Regions from separate parts of the Rattus norvegicus genome. Here region 1 is linked to region 2. The links are chromatin contacts, called in public Hi-C maps. All regions are on one chromosome and are shown on one strand. Each heading gives the region's core, a stretch centred on a gene start, on an enhancer-like site or on the middle of the called end of the contact. The rest is flanking DNA. Distances are from core to core; before and after follow the strand shown.

Region 1 (4,976 bases), core at 2,081-4,580, 100 kb before region 2:
CTGGATGCCACTTCGGTAAATCCTGAGGCAAACACCATGGTGGCAGCTAACTGAAAGGAAGCATCTTCTTCTATATCTCTTCTGAGAGGCGGCTGCTTTGTTTGCTTGCCTAGAACTGGAATCCAAGCTGTATGTCAGTGAGTGAGTCCTCTAAGGAGAGACCTATGAAAATCTGCACCAGTGTTTCCAGTTGTTTGCCTTGGATAAGAAGGAGGGAGTTAGAAAGGAATAGTCAGCTCTTTCCAGCCAGCGCCGAGCGATGGGCATCTCTCGGAACAACTGGCACAAGCGCCGCAAGACCGGGGGTAAGAGAAAACCCTACCACAAGAAGCGGAAGTATGAGCTGGGACGGCCGGCCGCCAACACTAAGATTGGCCCTTGCCGCATACACACAGTCCGAGTTCGAGGAGACAATAAGAAGTATCGTGCTCTGAGATTGGATGTGGGGAACTTTTTCTGGGGCTCTGAGTGTTGTACTTGCAAAACAAGGACCATTGACGTTGTCTACAATGCATCCAATAACGAGCTCGTCCGCACCAAGACCCCGGTGAAGAACTGCCTTGTGCTTATTGACAGCGCACCGTACCGACAGTGGTACGAGTCCCACTATGCACTGCCCCTGGGCCGCAAGAAGGGGGCCAAGCTGACTCCTGAGGAGGAAGAGATTTTAAACAAAAAACGATCAAAGAAAATTCAGAAGAAATATGATGAAAGGAAAAAGAATGCCAAAATCAGCAGTCTTCTGGAGGAGCAGTTCCAGCAGGGCAAGCTTCTCGCCTGTATTGCCTCAAGACCAGGCCAGTGTGGCAGAGCAGATGGCTATGTGCTCGAAGGCAAGGAGCTGGAGTTCTACCTGCGGAAGATCAAAGCCCGGAAAGGCAAATAAACTGTCATAACTCGTGTAATAAAGGTGTTTGCTGTTAAAAAAAGAAAAGAAAAGAAAGGAATAGTCAGGAGGGAAATAGGTAGATAGGAAGGAAGAAAGGAAGTGGAAAGGAAGTATAGGTAGGGAGGAAAAAGGTGGGCAGGAAGGAAGTGGGAGGGAGGCTAGGGAGGAGGTAGGTGTGTTCTCCATCCGTCCAAGTTACCTCACCTGACTAGACATCTCAAACACATGAAGAGCTCAGTAGAAGACAACAGAAAGATAAAATGGTATTGTGGCTAACTGAGTCAATTGGCTAAGTTATGAGAAAGGAATCTCACACAGACTTTGGACATAGCCCTGGGCAAGTATCTGGCTGGCTAGTGAGGTCTGAAAACTCCTCGAGTTTTTATTGTTTTCCTAATACTTTTAAATTTATGAAAAGCAAAAGCGATTTTTTTAGTGTGGGTGTGGGTGTGTGCGCATGTGTGACAGTGTCTGTGTGTCCCCCCACAGTTTACATGAGCACTGTCAACTCCGTTGCTGTTTTACTCTGTGCTTGGCCCATGTTAGCAACAGACAAGTCAATCAGGACATAACAAGTTGCAAAGCCTAGTGAAAAAAAAATGTAAATCACACACACACACACACACACACACACACACACACACACACACACACCCTACTGTGGGTTACTGAATTCATTTTTAAAAAGAAGTTGAGGTGCTGCCCTGAAGGAGAAAATGCCGCCTGATGTCTCGTGGCAGTAGCAGACCCAGATGGCCCGCTTAAGACAGAAACTTCTGTGAAGTGAGGAGGACACTTTCAAAAACACAGCTCCTATTATTTCCAAAGGGCATTTAAGGACACCACTGATCTTGGCTTCTGGTCTGTGCAGGGCAGAATCATCCTGCTGGTCCAGTGTGTGGGTCAACCGCTAGAGGGAGGCAGGGACCTGAACTTCCACAGCAGATCATCCGGCTTGTCTACAGAGTGGAAGAAGTTTCACTTCATCTGTCTTTGGAGACCGCTTAATTCTTAGATTGATTCTTCTCTTCGATAGTCGTGGAAGGGCCTCTGTGTGTTCACATTAGACAGTGAGGGACGTGGGATCTGTACACACAGTAGGGCCTGTCTTGCATTTGCAGAGAGAAGTCAGGAAGCTTATAGACGTGCTCTCTGAAAACATCCTTGCCTTCCCCACGCTCTCACCTGCCTGGCAACTTGAGGACAGGCCAGCAGCCCCTGCTTCACCCGCTGCCTGGCTCTGGTCACACTCAAGGGTAGTTAAACAAGCTAATGAAGCAAAGGATCCGTTGCCTTTCAAAGTCGTGTCTGCCGTATGTAGCCAGTCCCCTCAATTCGTGCAAAGGAGACATCTCCAGGGTTATCATCTGTCAAAAGGCCCCATAGGCATATGAACAAGTGTCCACTTGGTACTAACTACTGGAGGAGACCAGATGCTCTCTCCCAAGGAAGCAGTAATCTCTGGCATGGATGTGTTATGAGGAACCATTTTGCATCGCATTCTAACCATGATTCCAGTGACTCTCTGGGCCAGCAACTGAAAGCACTTTTCAGCTAAGCTGGTAAAAGCACCTACCACACAAGCCTGATGACCTGAGTTCGATCCCCAGATCTAACAGTAGCCGAGAACCAAGCCTTCCTCGGCTCTCCTCGTGTTATACTGCGACACTGGATCCATGCACACACATACACACAATGATAATTAATTTTCAAAATTAACTCTAAATGAAAACTAGCACTTTGGAAAACTAATGAACAAATTGAGCTAGCCCACTTCTTGTTTTCGAGACAGGATCTTACTATCTATTCCAAGCTGACCCAAACTTAACACCTTCCTCCCTCTTAACCACAATAGCTGGCTAATCTTAATTAGTGGGTTTTTTGTTGTTGTTGTTGTTGTTGTTGTTGTTGTTTAAGTAAATATCTCAGTGCTCAGTCATATCTCCAGGAGCACTGGCTGCTCTTCCAAAGCGGCCAGGTTCAATTCGCAGCACCCACATGTTCACGGAACCTGTCTGCTTGAAGACTAGGCACACATGCTTTTAGGCAGAGCACTCACACACATAAAATGAAATAATCTTTTTTTTAAAATGCAAAGGCTCAAAACCTGAGAGAAATATTCCTAAGAGCTGACCTTACCTCATCTTTCTTAATTTTGTATGTTAAGATATTCATTTTATAATCAAAAAGCGGAATGAACCACTTTTAGGGAGAAAAGCGGTTTTTCCCCTTCTGTGAATGGCTATAAAGGAGATTGTAAGCAGCGAGAAGAAAGGATGGTTACTAAGAAAGTGCTCTGCCAGGAACGGTGTGGTGCAGAGTGCATGGAAGGGGTAGGGAAGCTAAAGGGCACTCACCTTCCCTGCTTCCCTGCACAGTGCCCCGCCAGGCACCACTCTCCATTATAGGAACTCAGGGTGGCTGGGGGAGGGGAGCAGAGGACAACCTCCCAGCATGCACTGCCTGCCGAACACAAGCCCTTTGGAAAACAGGCTGGTTAGAGAGTGAGGGTGAAACCTTTGCTTGGCAGGCTTTGCAAGGCAGAGAGAACCGTTACCATTTTAGCAAGTTTTATTTGTATTCTGCACAGTTCACTTCACAGTGATTATAAATGACCGAAATAATTTTAATTAACTCATAAATGTTATTCCTTACTGCACAGAAAAGCACTTGCATTTTAAAAAAAAAAATAATCGGGGCATCTGTAAAGTGGAATTAGCAAGAAATAACTACCCAGAGGAGGCAAGCACGTGTGAGTGTTTGGAAGACCTGGAGGGGGCGGTCCCTCTTGGAGCTACTGTTCCTTCTAAGACCGGAAGTAGAGGAACTAGGTAAGATGCGATGTCTGAGGGCATGTTGCCTTGGAAGATGTTTTTTACTTAATTTAAGTAGAATGGTTGCAACTCCCAGCAGACATGCAAATGAGCATCTAGAATTTTAGTAGGGGCCCAGGAGTCTCCACAATGTCATCAGTTCCTTATAAGTCACTTGTAATTCGCCTAGCGAAAGGCTCCATGGAAAGGGAGGATAGTGGGTTGCCGGGGTGGGAAATAATGAGGAGAATAGAGACAGGCATTATCCACCAGCAGACTTTTAAAGCTAAAGAAATTAAATGACCAAAGTAGGAATAACGAAATTTAAAAACACCTGAACCCAGGAAAAAGTAGGAATGGAAGCAAGATTTCTATCTTCAGCTCATTAAGATGAATAGCGAAACCCTTCTCCATTGGGCTTCCCTCGCCCTCCAACTTCAGCCAGCAGAGGGGAGGATGTGGGGACCGTGAGACCGTCCACAGGGGGCAGGGAGAATCGCTAGACTTTGACCAGGTAAATGTTGCTCTTCACCCTCTTATCTTCCCGTGACTCTTGTTGACCTGCGTCGACTGAACACTGTAAATGATTAACTGGTTGAAAGGAAACTCCGAAGGCTTGTGATCATGTCTCTCAAACACATACTTTCCCTTCGCAGCTGATATTTTGGAGAAACTTTTCTTGCAAGCTGGAATATCGGTCCATCTGGAACAAGCATTTCTGTTATTATTTCTTTAGCTCTCAGAGAATTACTGTGCTATTTCTCCGAGGTGAAATAGAATGGGGAAGTCGCAGGACTTCACGCTATCACGAGTCTCCTATGCAGCCCGATTTAGAGAGTAGCATGGAGCCCAGCCAAAGAGAAAACCACAATGTGATTCTGCTTCTCCCTTGGGAAAGAAAAAGGACGACGTTTCTGATAATAGGAGAGAGTGAAAGAAAGCCTGACACTGTAGGAAGAGAGCTACAGTGACCATTGCATGCCACATGGGTCGTATAGGCAAGTTCTCTGAAAAGATACCTCAAGGCTTATGAGTGTACAAGCAGAAGCAGGGACCCAAACAGAAAGCACTATTGCTATGTCAGCCATTAAAGAGGGGTGACCTTTAAGAATACACTGTTGGACTACAACGAGCATTTAATATCAACTTTTCCTCTAATGAAAGGGAATAAAACAACAACGGTCACAGACAAACAAAATTGTATGCAAATGTATAAATACGTCTTTTAAAAGCGTTGGCTTTGGGTTGAAGAGCCAGCTTGGCAGTTTAGAACA
Region 2 (4,932 bases), core at 503-3,002:
TCTTCCAGCAGGGTTTGTGAACCACCCATAGCCCCACCTTAGGTCTGTACCAACCATCGGGAAAAGTGTGGCCACTGAACCGCATTAACATGTTTCCTGCACTCTAGAGTTCAGTTGTTACCATAACAACAGTACTTTTCAGTTCCTGGAGTTTCTTTTTAAGATTCATTTATGTCATTTCATTTCATGTACAAGTGCTTTGCCTACATGTAGGCAACACCTGCCTGTCTTGTACCCACAGAGGTTAGAAGCGAGCATCAGATCCCCTGGTACTGGAGTTACCGTAGGTGGTTGTGAGCCACCACTTGAGTGCTGAGAGTTGAACCCCGGTCTTCTGTAAGAGACGGAAGTACTCTTGATCACTGAGCCATCTCTCTCCAGATCAATTCCTGGAATTTTCAATAATATTGCTTTTGAATATTTGTTTGGGCCCATTTTTTGAAGAAATGAAGTGGAAAACAGGTGAGAGGCAGTAGACTGAAACTATTTACCTGTGTGCTAGAGAACATCACATTGATGCAGCCAGCACCAAGCCCAGGGACTAATGTCAGGGAGCCCACACCTTGTACCCCTCTTCTTCCACAGTTCGGCTGCTTAAACATTAACAGCCAAAGTGCTGAGCATGGCTGGTCCACCAAAAATAAGTACAATATTATTACACAATTATTCCAATTCAGGGCAACATGAATTGATAGGTAACTTGTTCCCTTCAAAGCAACACAATCGGTATTCCTCTTGCCAATGTGTGCCAGAAAACGAAAATCGAATAGATCTTTTTGGCACTTGATCTTAGCCAAAGAGTGAAGAAGCCATTGTGTTGAGGCGTGCGCGCGTGTACGTATGCATGTATGTGTGTGTTGCTGTGTTTACAACCCCCGTGGCCTTTCACATCCTAGGCAAATGCTCTATCATTGAGCTATACTCTATCCTAGCAAACATCTTTTGGAGAAGACAGAGTCAAAAGAACTATACCCATGTATACCCTTTATTAAACCCAAAGTGGGCCGTGGGCAGGCTCTGGCAAGATGAGGGAGACCAAGGACTATAAACAGAAAGCAGGACCTTAGAGGAAAGAACAAAGGACCAGGTCGCTGGGCTAGAAGAAACCTGGGATTAGGGGTTGGTTTAACAACAGATTCATAAAACAAGGCTTTCTAATCAGAGCAGAGCAATTGCCTTTAGCTACAACCTAGGACAATTAGAGTAAAATGGTAAATCAGATACAGTATTTTGTAAAAAGTCCCTGCCCTGGGCTCATCGGATCACCAGGATTTGGTCGGAGGAAATGCCGGCTCGTGGCGCTTTCCAACTCCTGGCAGGGCGCCAAGATCTGAAGTCCTCCGGGATACTCCGGCCCACTTCCAAAGCCCAGAACGCGCTGCACTGCCTCTCTTTAATGCATTGACTGGGGACAAATGTGCATTTAAAATCTGGCAGGGAGGAGTCTTGGAAATTGCTGGCCTGGGGGCTGCAGCGATGGGCTTTGAGAAGGAAAATAACAAGGGACGGCTTTCTCTCCAGAACGAATCGCAGGCCTGACCCATATCCCCGCGGGGTGCGGAGCCGGCAAAGGGGCAGGCGGGGGGCCGCCAGGGACGCTCCCCGGAGCGCGCTCAGGTGCATCAGGCGCTGCTCCACAGCTGCTCCCGCGCCGCCCCGGGAATGGGCCTCGACTGTAGCCCCAGCTTTCCCGCCCGCAGGCTGGGGGCGGGGCAGCCCCAGCCACATCCCCCCCCCCCGCCCCCACATCCTCCGGGCGCTGTCCGTCCGGCGTTCCCAGCGAGAGACATGGCCGGGAGCAGTGAGAAGGCGCCAGACTCCGGGCGAGGCGTCGTGGTAAATGCGAACTCCGGATTCCCGGCTCCCTTAGCTCTCTCCCCTCCCCTCTCCTCCCTTCGGGGCACCCCTCCACTCCCGCCCCCCAACCCTTTAGCTGACAAGCGTTCGGGAGAGAACCGGCCAAGGCTTTGTTCCTCCTCCGGGCGGAGACCGCTGGTTTTCTCGCATCCAGGCCTCCCTTCTCCACCCGGTCTGACGAAACTCCTACTAAAATCACTCCTTCATCCAGAGTTCCCAATAACTCCTCCCTTCCCACCCTCCCCGCGGGTTCCTGGCCTGGAAGCCAGCCTCCTACCGGGTCCCCACTTCTGCTATCCACAAGGACTCTAGCCTGCCAGCCGGGGTTTAGGAAGATCCCCAGCACGCAGCTCTAGTGGCCTTCCTTTTAGCACTGCCTCCTCACTTCAGTGAGTTTTGAGTTCTGTTTTGAAAACGGCCACTGAGAACTCACTCTTCAGGGCAGCCAAGGTGCAAAGTAGCGCTAGTGAATGCAATCGGAACTCTGAATCTGGGGCGCGGCTCTGCCGAAGCCAGCAGCTAGAGTGTCCTATGCCTTGTCTGTGACGGAAGACAAACTTGATGTGTGAAAAACCCAGTAGTGTGTCAGGATGGAAGTGGGGCCAGGTCCAAACCTCTTCAACTTCAGGGATCGTTCATTCAGGTGTCAGCCCGAGGGCTCCCAGCTCCCACAATATTGAAATTAAACTCTAGCGGATGGTAGTTGTGAGTCCAGGATGGGGTGAAAAGGTGTGAAGGTGGTGGGCGGGGCTGATTTACCATTAAGATCCTCTTTCCAGAGCTCAGCGTGTAATTCGCAGCTAATCTGTTTATGGAAATGAATGGATTTAATTAGAATGAGTGGGTTGGGAAGGAAACACCTCTCAGTTAAATAGAACTGTTCAGGTTGAAAGGTGGGGCTCAGCTCTCAATTAAACAGCAGGACCTTCCTTCCCTCAAGGAGGAATGCCTTTTGTCTGCCGTGCCAGGTTCTGCTCCTACACCTGGTAACCAGATAAACTCTTCTTCCTGGAACTTGCATTCTGGGAAGGGGCACAGGGAAGCCCTGTGAAAACACAGTCTGGATAGTTCAGCCAGCCATTCCTGGAAAGGGGAGGGGAGCAGTGTCTTTACCCATATGATCAAAGAGTCTGCAGTGACATTTCACCCAAGATCAGAAACAGAAACGGAAGGTAAACCATGTGAGGACCCATGGCACAGAGACACATGTCAAGGGCAGAGAGGAGAACACAGTTTCTGATTTGTGCTTTTACAATAAAAACACTCCAGTCGCTGTGGGTATGATAGACCCGGTGGGAGGGGGTGAAAATATGAAAGATGGGGGTTGGGGATTTAGCTCAGTGGTAGAGCGCTTGCCTAGCAAGCGCAAGGCCCCGGGTTCGGACCTCAGCTCTGGGAAAAAAAGAAAGAAAGAAAGAAAGAAAGAAAGAAAGAAAGAAAGAAAGAAAAAAAGAAAATATGAAAGAGGAAGTCATTAAGCTAACTGCCTCCCAAATGACATCTTTAAGGTTCGCAACCTGAAAGTCATACTTGAAACGACTCCAGAATGTACTAAGGTAGATTTGGAAAACCATTGTCAGGTTAGTTTGGGGGATAAATGAAGAATGGAATAAAATAAACTGGGAGAAATAAAATCAACTGTTAAGAACAAACGCCCGGGGTTGGGGATTTAGCTCAGTGGTAGAGCACTTGCCTAGGAAGCGCAAGGCCCTGGGTTCGGTCCCCAGCTCCCGGAAAAAAAGAACAACAACAAAAAAAAAAAAGAAGAAGAAGAAGGAGTGAAGAACAAACGCCCGGGGGGCTGGGGATTTAGCTCAGTGGTAGAGCGCTTACCTAGGAAGCGCAAGGTCCTGGGTTTGGACCCCAGCTCCGAAAAAAAGAACCAAAAAAAAAAAAAAAAAAAAGAACAAACGCCCGGAACGCCCCCAGATGTGAGAGGCACATGGTGGACACAAAGCCCACCAAGAATGAAGCGCTGGATGGGAGAAAGCAAGCAGGAGAGGAGTCGATGTCTAGGGAACAGTTTGACGGAAGTGGACTAGCCAGGGTCATGAGATCGTCAAGAGTGTCTGATGTTGCCGGAAGAGCAAGTCGGATGGGGATGACCAGAGGCCATTAGTGAGGAGCACCTTTCTTCTTCTTCTTCTTTTTTTTTTTTTTTTTTGGTTCTTTTTTTTTTTCGGAGCTGGGGACCAAACCCAGAGCCTTGCACTTCCTAGGCAAGCGCTCTACCACTGAGCTAAATCCCCAACTCGAGGAGCACCTTTCAAATAGCCACCTCGTGGCCAGTCTACTTACAGTACCACGGCAATGTGGAACGCCTTTCAAATTGTGAAATCTAGAGTGCCACTGTACCATAGATGCTAGATGCTTCCAAAGTCAAGTGGCACAATCCAGCTTGAGGTGTAGCTCATATAAAACCCATCCCCATCACCACAGATTATTAAAAATCAAAAGGAGATAAATCTAGATGTACTCATAGGATGCTTAGATTACTAAAGTCTAAAAAGCCTAAAATGAGAAAAACTGTAAACACAATATTCCTATCTATTTGTGTCTACAGAGGCCTTATGAAGGACCCATGGGCATAGCAAGAGGTCAATAAGGAGAGAAGAAGCTAGAGTGAGGCTTGGGCACTGTGAGTAGTTGCTGAACTGCCCAAGTGCCCCCTAACGTTGACGATAACCAGTGTATGACAGAAACACCCTCTGCATATGTTAATTTCTCCAATAAGACTTAGTAAAATTCGAAGGAAATTCAGGTGCTGAAGAAAGGAAAGGGTTAGGAAAGCCAGAGGCAAGAAGGATGTAGGCAAAATAGCCAGTCCTTAAGGGTAGGGTAAAACAAAAATCAAAAAGGAAGTTATAACAATAAACAGACCTTGTAACTCCAGAGGTAGGGCTACCTCAGAAGACTGGTAGGTTTATGGGAACGTGCGTGTTGCTGGTGTAGAATTAGGATTAAATAGCTGAGTGACGCAATGGAAGGAGCTATAAGATAGACTAGTTAGAAAGGTCAGGAAGGCAGTCTCCAGACTCTCATCTTAGAGTAATGCACCCAACGTGTTACCAATGA

The links. A called contact is a pair of places that touch in the nucleus more often than the background predicts.
Region 1: a contact with region 2 is called in a Hi-C map of liver, with 4 times the contacts expected there. The contact joins the enhancer-like site here to the promoter of Prtfdc1 in region 2. A contact is called at or near these places in 3 of 12 Hi-C or Micro-C datasets (the Rat2 cell line, liver and mammary epithelial cells) and 1 of 1 datasets of contacts at active chromatin or transcription factors (oligodendrocytes).

The regions. Positions count from the first base shown.
Region 1 is chr17:88,663,550-88,668,525 of GRCr8, reverse strand. It overlaps Rps8l1 (ribosomal protein S8 like 1), which reads left to right. Exons shown (of 2, transcript XM_039096347.2): 2 at 215-943. The coding sequence starts at 260. The coding sequence ends at 886. Among named protein-coding and RNA genes, the nearest start is that of Thnsl1, 43 kb to the right of the region's middle. Within about 2 kb of position 3,330, at least 38 of the 93 cell types and tissues checked have an H3K27ac peak or open chromatin away from gene starts, as enhancers often do. A contact at or near this core is called in liver, where this site is marked.
Region 2 is chr17:88,559,598-88,564,529 of GRCr8, reverse strand. It overlaps Prtfdc1 (phosphoribosyl transferase domain containing 1), which reads left to right and starts at 1,752. Exons shown (of 9, transcript NM_001106127.1): 1 at 1,752-1,836. The coding sequence starts at 1,789.